4 separate regions of the Sus scrofa genome follow, and regions 1, 3 and 4 are each linked to region 2. The links are chromatin contacts, called in public HiChIP or PLAC-seq and promoter capture Hi-C maps. All regions are on one chromosome and are shown on one strand. The core of a region is the stretch at or near the end of the contact, and the rest is flanking DNA. Distances in the headings are between cores, read along the strand shown.

Region 1 (2,805 bases), core at 85-2,584, 210 kb after region 2:
ACAAGGCATGCTGGGGGCAGACCGGAACTGCCCCTCCAACAATGAGAAGGAAGGGGAGAAAGGAGGAAGAGACAGCACCCAGGGAGGGTGGGCAGAAGTGGCACAGGACACAGCAAACAAGGTGTCTGAAGAGGGCTGTGGCAAACCCAGGTGCTCCAGGCAAGCGCTGAGGGGGAGCCAACAGCAGTGGCCTCAGAAGAGCTGAGAAGAGCTGATGGGACTGTCTGGCGCAGGCCACCATCCAAGGCGATCTGTCCAAAAACAAGGTGGGAAGAGCAGGAACTAGGCCCAACCATCACCACTGGGCGGCAGGAGATGACCACAGCAGGCCAAGCCCCGGCCCCCACCAGGAGCCCTCAGTGGAAGGAGACCTGGACACTGGCCTGAAAGGTCCAGGAAGGCAGTCAAATGCCACCTATGACGTTTTAAGGGCAAGAATCAATGGTAGTGATGTCAAGCCCGGAAGAAGGAAAGGGCACCAGATCAGAACTCCTGGGGCTTCCTTGGACAGACTGAATGGCTGTCAGGGAGGTTCAGGAGAAAGGAGAGACATGGGTAACCTTATGTTGACTGTCTATTCACGCCCACACTGACCCCTGAGGAGGCTGGTCCTCTTGCCATCCTGGAGGCAGAGTGGTGAGCGAAGTCACTTGTCTGTGGCCACATGCCCACCAGTAAGTGGCGAAGGCAGCTGAACCTGGCTCTAGAGACCATGTGCCCCACCACCCATCAGCACAATGGTTATCAACCAGGCCTCATGGTCCTATGAACCCTCTCCTAGCCACCCAAGCCCTGTACAGTTAAGTACCCAGACAGAGTTATAAAGCCTTTCCCATCACAACATCAAAAGCACGGTAGGGGCTACCTGCATATCCTCCAGATGCATCTTGCTCCTCAGAGTGCAACCACCCCACCCTGACACAACCCTGCAGCCCCCCTTCCATAGCCCAGCATCTCTGATCCCTCGAGTTAAATCCCACTTGATTTGTCAACTCCCACCACCCCAAAGTCACCCCTTGCACACGGCCTGGAGGGGAGTGATCACCACCCCGGAGCAGCCCAGAGGCGCATAACTGAAAAGGAGACACAAAACTGAAAAGGAGACACAGTTCTCTTCCAACGCAAGGAGCCCTCCCACTGCCCATCCCATCCCCAGGGTAACCACCTGCGGATCTCTGCAGCCCCAGGTCTGCTCATGGCCTCACAGAGCGTTCTCTGCATCACCACTCTCGGTGCGATTTTCCTAACAGGTCCCCAACACGTACCCCAACGCTTCGCCAGCCCCCACCTAGGGGCGCCCGTCTGCACTCACTTTCCCTCGCAGCTTCCTACCTGTTTACCTATCTCGTCAGCGGGAGCTCCTCTGGGACTTTCCGTCTAGCACCTCCCAGGGTGGCATGCAGCACTCGGAGCCACCAGGTCCCCCAACCCCTAGCTCCACATCCAAGTCTTCCGGACCCACAAGCACAGCCGCCTCTGGGGCTCTTCCACCTGAAAGCCAGTGCCGTTTTAACACCGAGGAAAACGGCCGGGAAGCTGAGCCCGAGATAGCACGCAGACGCTGTCCGCTCGCCATACGGCCCGTCTCCCCACCCAGCTCTGAAAAAGCAGTGACCTCGAACCACCCCCGCTCCTGCCCCCTTGAAGTGCGGTGGCGGCTGTCCTGGACTCACGCGCCGCGACTCGAAGCGACCCACCTGCGAAGCCCCGACGCTCCGGCTCCCGCGAAGGCGAGTCCGATTGCACCTACAAAGCGGCCGAGACCAGGCTGGGCACGGTCGACGGGGGTCAGGAAGCCGGCCCCACTGACCCTCCGACCGTAGCTACCCTACTTGGAATTCTCTCAGGTCCCAGGCCTGCGGAGTCGCACGGCCACGCCCCCTGCGTGCGAGCGGCCACCCCGTGAGTCCCCGCGCCGGCTCCCGGCGCACCCCAAGCTACCCACCCACCCTGGCCACGCCGCGCCTGCGCCCTGAACTGTGGGGCCGCGGCCGCGCAAGCGCTTCCGGGCTCTGTCAGCGGGCCAGCGTGGCGCGGGGGTTGATGGGAGAGCGCCCAGCCTGACGCGGTTCCAAGTGCCACAAAAGCTGGTCCGACCGCGTGCGCAAGCGCAGGTAGGACCACCTCCAGCAGTTGGGCGGGGCCGCGTACGCAGGCGCTGGGCGCGCGTAGGAGTTGAGTGGCTCACTGTGGAGGGGCGGCGGGTCCAGCTTGTCACCAGTTAGGACCCATGGACTGACGCCGCAGTCATAGTCCTGAGTTACACTGAGCGTCCGGAGGCATGCTGGGGGACGGGGTACAAGGAGGGTTGGTAGGGACGGCTGAGCGACCCCAGCCGACGTGCCCGCAAGAGTACCCCTCGCTAGAGATGTGAGTGCAGGGTCTCATTTCTGCCGCCCAGTAGCTACAGGGCAGGGATGGCCCCGAGGATTGTCCCCTGCGGGCCGCTCCCACGCCATGGATGGGCTGGCGCAGCTGGACCCCGCGCGGCTAGCTGGTCAGCAACCCGACCCTGGGAAAGCCGGCGCAGGCGGAGCCGGTGTTCGCGGTGCCGGGATGGCGGGGGGTGGGTTACCAGGACCGAGGCGGCCGAGGTCACTGGAAGTGATGTACACCAGCTCTCTTTCTGCCCTGGTCTAGCAATTCCTTTCATGAAGACATCTCTGAAATGTTATCTTCATTTGCACCCGAAGTCACTCGCTTTGATCCTTGAGTCAGAATCAAAGATCACATTGTACCTTCTCAGGGCCTTTCAGCAGCCTCGCCAAAATAAGAGGTGGCACCTAGCCAGGAAACGCCTCCTGG
Region 2 (2,837 bases), core at 69-2,568:
GATTCTATTTACATGAGGTACTTAGAGTAAGTCAAATTCGCAGAGAGGAAAAAAATGGTGGTGGTGGTTGCCAGGGGCTGGGGGAAGAGGAATTGTTTAATGGGGACAGAGTTTCAATTTTTCAAGATAAAAAAGTTCTGTAGATCTACTATGCAACAATGTGAATGTACTTAACACCACTAAACTTTACACTTAAAAATGTACAAACTGGAGTTCCCGTCGTGGCTCAGTGGTTAACAAATCCAACTAGGAACCATGAGGTTGTGGGTTCAACCCCTGGCCTTGCTCAGTGGGTTAAGGATCCAGCGTTGCCGTGAGCTGTGGTGTAGGTCGCAGACGCAGCTCAGATCCCATGTTGCTGTGGCTGTGGCCTATGCCAGAGACTACAGCTCCGAACAGACCCCTGGCCTGGGAACCTCCATATGCCGCGGGAGCGGCCCTAGAAAAGACAAAAAGACAAAAAAAGGGGGGAGGAAAAAAAAAAAACAGAACTCAGTTCAACAAAATCATGGCCAGAGGCATAACAAATACACGGCGCTTCTGCTTCTGGGTGAGTGGGCGCCTCGTCACTCGAACCCCACCTCTAAGCCCTTTCTTCTGGGTGCAACACAAAAAGGACCGCGTACACAAGGTGTTGAACACCGGGTCCCAACCTGCCCTCAACCTTCCCCTTATGATCCCGACGCGGAGCGCTCAGCCCAGAGCACGAGGATACTCGCTTGTTCGGTGGACTGGGCACTGACGCACTCAGCTTAAACTCTTGACAAAGCAAACGCGCGACCCTCTGGTGACAAACAGCGGTACAGCCAGGCCTGACTTCCAAGTCTCACTCCCCCAGCCTCTACACCTCGCCCCCGCCTCCAGAGGCATCGCTGGGGCCCAGGACTGAGAGGTAAGAGGGCCAGGGGAGCCACGGGCAGCGTGGCGGCGTCGCAAGCCGGCAGGGCTCAGTTGGGGGACGGGCCCCGAGCGCCCGCGCCCTTGCCCCTCAGCCTACCAGTCCATCCAGGGCTCGTTTGAGGGAAGCCGTCACAGGTCTAGAGCCTCGAAACGGAGGGCGAAGGCGCCCGCGGAAGGCTCAGGCCGGTGAGTCGGCACCTCCTCGGCTGCACGTTCGCTCGCCGAGCTCCCGCCCCGCCCCCGGCCCCGACCCCAGCCTGCCCCGCCACTCACCATGGTGGACCCCTCGGCCTAGCAGGTGCGCTTTGCCAAAGAACGTTGCGGTGGAAGCCGACTTCTCCTCACAGCCGCCGCTACCGCCGCCGCCTCGCGCGGACATCCGGGACTCACCGGAAATACCGCACCTACACTTCCGGGAGAGGCGCGCGAGGAGGGCGCAGCTGGGTCAAGGGACAAAGGCAAAGGCGCCAGGGTACAAGGTTTCCTTGAGTGAGCGCTTAAATACCCCTTCCTTCCTAACATGTGCACTCTAGACTACCTTTCATGATTATTTTAAACTGCAGTTTGACAGTGCCCCCTCCAGAAGAGTTTGATGGGATTAACGCCCCTTCCGCTTAAGTTACCCAGAATGCACGCAGACCTCCGGCGTCTGCCGCGGCCATCCAAGACTCGGGCGGAAGTAAGACACCCTTCCGCCCTTGAACCAGGCCGCGAGCCAATTGAAATCCTAAACGGAAGCACTCTTTGATGTACACACGAATTTAATTTGCAGAGGGAAGGTTTCTTTTTTCTAGAGGTCTCAGTGAGGGGCAGTAGGCTTTTCTTCCCAAAGTAAAGATAAACACCGAGCGTCGGGTTTCCAGTTAAACGGAGTCAGCGTTAACATGCGCAACCACCAGCGCGTCCAGCCTGTGGCAGATGCCCCTTTGGGGCAGGCCGAAGTCTTCCAGCCGTGAACGGCGGAGCGCTAGTGCCCGCCCTCCAAACAGGCCAATCAGAAAGGAGAAAAGTCTGGGAGCCGAGGGTCGCTGGTTTGTCCCTGGGCCAATCGAAAGAGCCCTGATTTGGCGGGAGTCTTGACGGTTTCCGGGCTCTCGGTCCCCGCGCGCGTTCGGGCTATCCCGCCGCCGTGGCCATGTTCGTGTCCGATTTCCGCAAGGAATTCTACGAGGTGGTCCAGAGTCAGGTGATCCCTGCCTTGGGCGCCCGAGGCCTTGTCGGGGAAGGGCTGAGGGGGTGTGGCCGTGGGGGGCGGGAGGGGCCGGGATTCGTGTATAAACGCTCGGCAAACTCGCTCCCCCCCTCCCCCCCGGTAGAGGGTCCTTCTCTTCGTGGCCTCGGACGTGGACGCTCTGTGCGCTTGCAAGATCCTTCAGGTGAGGCTGCAGACCTGGCCGGCGGGCGGGGGACAGGGCAAGGGAGGGGAGGGACAGGGCAAGGGTGGGGGTCAGGGCAAGGGGAGGGGGGACAGGGCAAAGGGAGGGGGGAACAGGGCAAGGGGAGGGGCGGGGCAAGGACCCCCTCCTGGGCGAGAGCTCGGCCTGGGGCGAGGGCTCTTCCCTGGCGGGACAGTGTTGGGTGGGTTAGAGGAGAACTAAGCAGAAAGCAAGGAGACTAGTTAGTGTGTCTGCAGTAACCTAGGCTGCATCGGGGAGACCTGAGACCCGTAGCGGCTTCTTTCTGTGGGGTTTGAGGCAGAGGGCTGCGGGCACCCTGGTGTCATAAGCAGTCCCGGAGATGACGATTCTTGTTAGAAAAGGTCGCTGCACAGAGTGTAGTGTTTCCATGAACTTCGATTAGGCCCTTGGGTCAGGATCCGCTCAGAAAACCTAGGTCAGCTTTCCAACCGTGTTTTCCTTTAGTGGTTTTCAGCGAAGTTGACAGAATGGTACAGTGAACATTTGTGTGCCCATCATCAACATTTTACTAACCTTACT
Region 3 (2,700 bases), core at 187-2,686, 230 kb after region 2:
TAGAGACAGTTGTTTGCTGACAGGCCCCTTCCTTTGGGGTGGGTGGCCAGATCTGGCTGTTGGAGGCTGGGGAGGACCAGACACATGGAGGAGGCACAGGGAAATGAGGTACTGGGGTGGGGGGCCAGACTCGGGCAAGAGGGAGGTGGAGGGGAGCAGATGTCAGAGAACAGGAGGAGGCTAGAGGGCAGAAGCGTCTCCAGGTTAAGGGAGATGTGCCTGATGCAGTGGGCCATACTCCAAAGGCCCTCTCGTTTCTGGGGTCCCTCCAACATCCCAGCCCATCATAGTCATGGTCCTGGACCCCACGCCCCACCTGGCCAAGCTGCAGGCACAGAAAGGATGGACACCAATAGCCCCACTTGCCCAGTGGGCCTCTGCAGGGAGACAGCCATCGTCTAGTGTGAGGGTCACCAGGGCCTGAGTCCCGGCCACCCCTCCTGGGGCCCTGACTCACCTCCACACCCTCCTCTCCATGGCGAGCCACGGCCGCCTCCTCCGAGAGCCCCACACAGCCATACTCCAGTGGCGTGAAGACCGTCGTGGGCACCTGTAAGGAGTACCAGGGTCAGGTACTTGGCATTGGGAGCAGCAACTGCAGGCCAGGGCTCAGATGGGTGACTGCACTGATTCCAGGTGGCACCTCACATGCATGCACACAGACACATGCACCCCCCAGAAGGAGCTGCGCGGAGGGCATGAACCACAGGGCACACTCACATTGTCGTAATCCATCAGGTCTGAGGACCGACCACAAAGCCGCTGGGCCAGGAGCCTCCCGGCCATGACTGCCGTGGGTGTCAGCTCTGGCCGCCCCTGGAAGGAAGTAGCACGGTCACTCAATCACTCAGGAGGACCCTTCCCAGGGTGTTGCCCTTCCACAAGCCCCCAGATGCGGTGTGCCTCTGCAGCAAAATCCTGCAGTTTTGCTCACCCTCGTGTCCCCTGCCAACCCTGTCCTGCTCTGGGGAGACACCAGTGCTCACAACCCCTTCTGGAGAGAGAGATGGGCTGCTCACAAGCCCAGCCATGACAGCCACGCCAGCCACACTGGCCTACCGCTTCCCTCTGACCTCTTCTTCGAGGCAGTGACCCTGGAGAGCTGCCCCCATAACAAAGCTCAACCATTCAACTGTCCACATCAATAGGGACTGGGGCTAAGACAGGCCCTGGGAGCACTCCGCGCACCTAGACATGCGGCCTTCCCAGCACACCCAGCCCATTGCAAACCCCAGATAAGACACCCTCTGCTGCAGGCCTTGGCCTAGGGTGTGTCCTGCTGGGGAGCAGGGGTGGCACAGCCCCCAAGTTCCCGCACGCGTCAGCCTGGGACGGGCTGCCAATCACCCCTGCAGCAGCAGGAAATACAGATGTTGTTTGACATTCCAGAAATGAATGGAGATCGGCAGAGATAAAGCCGTGAAGGCTGCCTGTGCATTCCACTGGGCCTGACTAATGCGGAAACGGCCATGCACAGCACACGGTGTCTCCCTGCCGCCCTCACCAGACCCCTGCGGGTTGGCTCTACTGACTGCTCACAGTGACCTTTCTGAGTGAGGGGCTGAATGTTTCATCAGCTGGGCCTGGGCCATGTGTCTGCAATGCCATGGGCTACACTGTGTGGGCGGGGCCCCGCAGTGGCCGGAGTCGGGCTCACCTGGCCAAGACCACAGGCATCTTGGCACTGCCTGGCTGAGTGGCCTGGGCCGCAGGACAGCCAGCATTCATGAAGCCTTGTCCACACCAACAGGTCAACTGGACAGTCAGACAACCTGGAGGGAGGAGTGGCCAGAGCTCTGACCACACCCAGCGAGCCACCCTGTGGTAGTGACACGGATCTGCACCACCTCACGAGCCTGGGTTCACTGGTACCTGAGGCTCCACAGCAGCCAGCAGGCTCACAGCTGACCACCGGTCATGGCTGGGGTGACCCTTCTGGCACGATGGGGACAGCAGGGGCCACGTTCCCCGCAGGAGGGTCTGCATGGGGCAGGCATCTGCCCCATGAGCAGGCTGGCCTTTAGGCATGTTCCCATGTGTGCCAAACTCTGTGGAAGGCCCTGACCCCATGTGAGTCACAACAGGGCTGGCCAGGCTAAGGGAGGGCCAGTCCCACACACTGGTGATGGCGGCCACCTCTTCTGGCCCCACTAACCACCTGTGACACCTGAAATAGCTCACTTGTGTGTCCTCTGTGACCCTGACCAGAAAGCCACCTCCATGAGGGCTGGGACCTTTGTCTGTTTCTTCGGTGGCCTCAGAACCCAGAAAAGTGCTAGTGCTCAATGTGCAGGGAAGGAACATAAATTAACACCATGGTGGTTTAACAGCACCTCCCAAACTCATGTCTTCCTGGAACCTCAGACTGTGCCCTTGCTGGGCTGCAGGGCCTTTGCAGGTGTGAGGACTGAGACCTCAGCCTGGATTCAGGTGGGCCCCACACAGACCCTGGGGAGATGCCCGTGAAGACAGGATGGCTTGGAGCCTGCAGCTCCGCCTGGGATGCCAGGCCTCCCCACAGGAGGGAACACAACCCCAACACCTTGACCTCAGACCTCAGGCCTCCGGAGCGTGAGAGAACAAAGGCTACTGCTTGGCACCACCCACTTTGAGGAGCTGCGTAGCTACAGCTCCAGGTCTCATGGCCAAGAGGCCTGCAGGGAGTGAGGCTAGCAGGGAGAGGGGCCTCTGATTGGAACC
Region 4 (2,751 bases), core at 38-2,537, 250 kb after region 2:
AACCAGCAGCACGGTCACTCCAGTTCCTGTTCAGGGGCTACATCGGCCACCCCCATGCTGGACAGAGCAGGTGTCTTCCTGCTCAGAGGAGTTTCCGGCCTAAAATGGAAGCTGAGGCTTAAAATCAGACCCTGGAGTCCTTGCTGGGTGTTGGCACCATCCCCCCACCCTGTGAGCTCCTACTCGCCCTGGCCCTGGGGCTCCCCTCTGGCCTTGAGTGTGGAGACAGAAGCCAGGGTCAAGTTCTCCTACCAGCCTGCAGGGCCTGGGCTTGACTGCAGCTGCATAAGGGCTTTTAAACATTGCAAAGTTCCGGTGTGACATGTGCAGCAAGGTCCTTAGGGCCAGCAAAGCCACTGAAAGCAGTGCTCCGTCCCCACCTCCTGAGCTGGTAACTGCCTCCCCAGACTCTGCAGGGCTACCCTAGCCCTGCTCCCCAGGCCACGGAGGCACAAGGCTGGCCAAAGGCCAGCCACTCCTCCCCTGGGCACCATCTCTGGGAAGGAGCTCTTTGCTTGTCCCTCTTCCAGCCCCTCAGCACTCACTCCCTGTGGGGTCATCCAGGGGTGAGGTCTGGGGGGTGGTCCCTGTTCAGGTATGTGGTGGGGAGCATGCATCATGCTTGCGGTGGCCCACTGCCATGGCAGTTATGGTGGTCCTATGGTCTGCTCTGAGGGAGCCAGTCCTGCAGGGCTGGCCCCAACCCTCCCCTGTGCCCAGCCCCCCTCCCCTTGCTTACAGTTATGGGATCTCCATCTGGTTTGGCCCAGGACCCTTGATAGCTCAGGAGGTCCAGCAGCCAGTCCTCTCCTCCCCTAGAGCCCCCATAGGGCAGTGAAGAGCCACAGCACCAGCAGAGCTCAACACGTGGGTTCCCTTGGTCCCCTCTGTGACTCCCTGCCTGTGCATGTATTGAGCACATGCTGCTGTGTGGCGCTAGGACTGGGCAGGAGGTGGCGAGATCTGGCACGTGGGGTGTGCAGGGCACCCGCACGTGGTGGCCTTGCCATTATCACCTCTGCCAGGACTCTAGTTAACGCTGGGCTGGGGGACCAGGCAGTGGTCACTCCGCTCGGCAGGACCTGCGGGAGACCCCCTCCTCCCCCGCGAGGACTCCCGCCCTAGCCCCGACCCCCTCTCAGACCTCCGACCCCACGCCCGTTCCGCCCCGTCTGCCCCCGCAGGACCTGCTGCGCCCCGCGCCCCTCCCGGCACGACCCGCAAGCGCCACCGGAAGAGCCCGGCAGGTCCCCGCAGCGCCGCCATCGTCTCAGCAGCCGCAGCCTTTGGGTCCTCGGCCAGACCGGGCTGTCTGCCGCGCTGCCTGCACGGACGGCTGCACAAGGTGGGTGCGCCCGCGAGGGTCCACCAGGTGGGGTCCAGACGAGGAGTGGGCGTCTGGGGCCGATCAGGGCGCCTCGGATGTCGGGGAGAATTAGGACTCTGGTGGAGTTCCCCCTGGGGTGGGGTTCTCCGGACCTGGATGGGGGTTCGGACCTGGGATGGGGATCTCCATACTTGGGGTGGAGGGGGTTCTCCGGACATGGGGCGGGGACGGGATCCCTGGACATGGGGAGGCTCCCACCCGTGGTGGGGTCTCTGACCTGAGATGGGGTCTCTGACCTGGGGTGGGGGCTCTGGACATGAGGTGGGGTCTACTGATATGGGGGCCGGTGGTGGGAGGGAGGGGGAGTCGTGGTGCAGGTCCACTTGGTCACAGGGGCCACTACAAGCCTCCAGGACTCAGACCTTGGGGTTGAGGGTGGCTTCTGGGAGAGCTTGGACCTGGACCAGGTTTCAGAATCAGAGTCTGACTCACTGCCCTTGACCTCTGGAGGGAGACAACTGTGGGGTATGGTCAAGGGGCCTAACCACCTCCCAGGGGCACTGCTGGCAGGCCCTGGACTGCCCTGGGCCTTTCCTTTCAGCAGATTGGCTGCCCCACCAGGAAGGGGAAGCTGGGGTATGACCTGCCCCAGACCAGCCTTTTAGGCTTTTCCAGCCGGATTCCTGAATACTGCTGCTTGCCAGGGCTTTCCACTCCTGGGGCATCCTTGAGGCTTGCCCGAAGACTGGAGTTAGGAGAACACAGCAGACTCTGGTAACTGCACAGTAGAGGAAGGACTTGAATCCCTCTAGACTTACTCAGAGAGGGCTGGGCCTTTAAAAGGAGGGTGGGGGAGTTCCCAGGGTGGCCCAGCGGAAATGAATCTGACTAGGATCCATGAGGGCGCAGGTTGGATCCCTGGCCTTGCTCAGTGGGTTAAGGAGCTATGGCTACGACCCCTAGCTTGGGAACCTCCATATGCCGCAGGGCAGCCCTAAAAAAAAAAAAGAAAAAAGAAAGAAAAAGAAAAAGAAAAAAAGATAAAAGGAGAAATGCGGCAGACATTGAGGCTTGAGAGAGTCAGGGAGTGAAAAATTACAAAAAGTGGAAAGAGACCATGGTCCATGTGACACCCATTTACACAGTAGCTGGAATTTGGGCTCCTGCCTTCCTGCAGAAGCTGGGAGGTGCGGCTACAATGGTTGCTTTCTTTGCAAGCAGTAAGTGTTGGCAGGCATCTTGGGAGGCTGGGCTACCCTGCAGAAGTGGCCTTGAGCTTTGTGGCACAGTTAGTGTTTGTTCCAGTCTTTATAGGAGGCCTTTATAGGTGGAGAAGAGGGCTCTGAGGGGCCTGGTTGGGGTCTGTCAGGGAGAATCTCATTGCTGAATGGTTGGAGCCAACAGTAAACCCTGTTTTTGAGTCC

The links. Promoter capture Hi-C pulls out the DNA fragments that hold promoters and counts their contacts. HiChIP or PLAC-seq counts read pairs in DNA pulled down with a chosen protein or histone mark.
Region 1: an H3K27ac HiChIP or PLAC-seq map of alveolar macrophages shows a contact between it and region 2. The contact joins the promoter of RTL10 here to the promoter of UFD1 in region 2. A contact is called at or near these places in 1 of 5 promoter capture datasets (liver) and 1 of 2 datasets of contacts at active chromatin or transcription factors (alveolar macrophages).
Region 3: a promoter capture Hi-C map of fetal liver shows a contact between it and region 2, with 2.1 times the contacts expected there. The contact joins the enhancer-like site here to the promoter of UFD1 in region 2. A contact is called at or near these places in 1 of 5 promoter capture datasets (fetal liver) and 11 of 47 Hi-C or Micro-C datasets (embryonic fibroblasts, fetal heart ventricle, heart right ventricle and 6 more).
Region 4: a contact with region 2 is called in an H3K27ac HiChIP or PLAC-seq map of alveolar macrophages, with 6 times the contacts expected there. The contact joins the promoter of TXNRD2 here to the promoter of UFD1 in region 2. A contact is called at or near these places in 1 of 5 promoter capture datasets (liver), 12 of 47 Hi-C or Micro-C datasets (embryonic fibroblasts, fetal heart ventricle, heart right ventricle and 6 more) and 1 of 2 datasets of contacts at active chromatin or transcription factors (alveolar macrophages).

What each region holds. Positions count from the first base shown.
Region 1 is chr14:51,341,049-51,343,853 of Sscrofa11.1, forward strand. RTL10 (protein Bop) reads right to left here and starts at 1,335. Exons shown (of 3, transcript XM_021072470.1): 1 at 1-1,335. The coding sequence starts at 9. It overlaps GNB1L (G protein subunit beta 1 like), which reads right to left and starts at 1,981. Exons shown (of 6, transcript NM_001243455.1): 1 at 1,698-1,981.
Region 2 is chr14:51,131,502-51,134,338 of Sscrofa11.1, forward strand. It overlaps UFD1 (ubiquitin fusion degradation protein 1 homolog), which reads right to left and starts at 1,319. Exons shown (of 12, transcript XM_001929622.7): 1 at 1,174-1,319. CDC45 (cell division control protein 45 homolog) reads left to right here and starts at 1,610. Exons shown (of 17, transcript XR_002338936.1): 1 at 1,610-2,086; 2 at 2,217-2,276.
Region 3 is chr14:51,360,070-51,362,769 of Sscrofa11.1, forward strand. TXNRD2 (thioredoxin reductase 2) reads right to left here. Exons shown (of 18, transcript NM_001168702.1): 13 at 721-816; 14 at 458-550. Among named protein-coding and RNA genes, the nearest start is that of GNB1L, 18 kb to the left of the region's middle. Within about 2 kb of position 1,437, at least 22 of the 83 cell types and tissues checked have an H3K27ac peak or open chromatin away from gene starts, as enhancers often do. A contact at or near this core is called in fetal liver, where this site is marked.
Region 4 is chr14:51,383,809-51,386,559 of Sscrofa11.1, forward strand. TXNRD2 (thioredoxin reductase 2) reads right to left here and starts at 1,288. Exons shown (of 18, transcript NM_001168702.1): 1 at 1,188-1,288. The coding sequence starts at 1,266. It also overlaps a transcript of COMT not described here.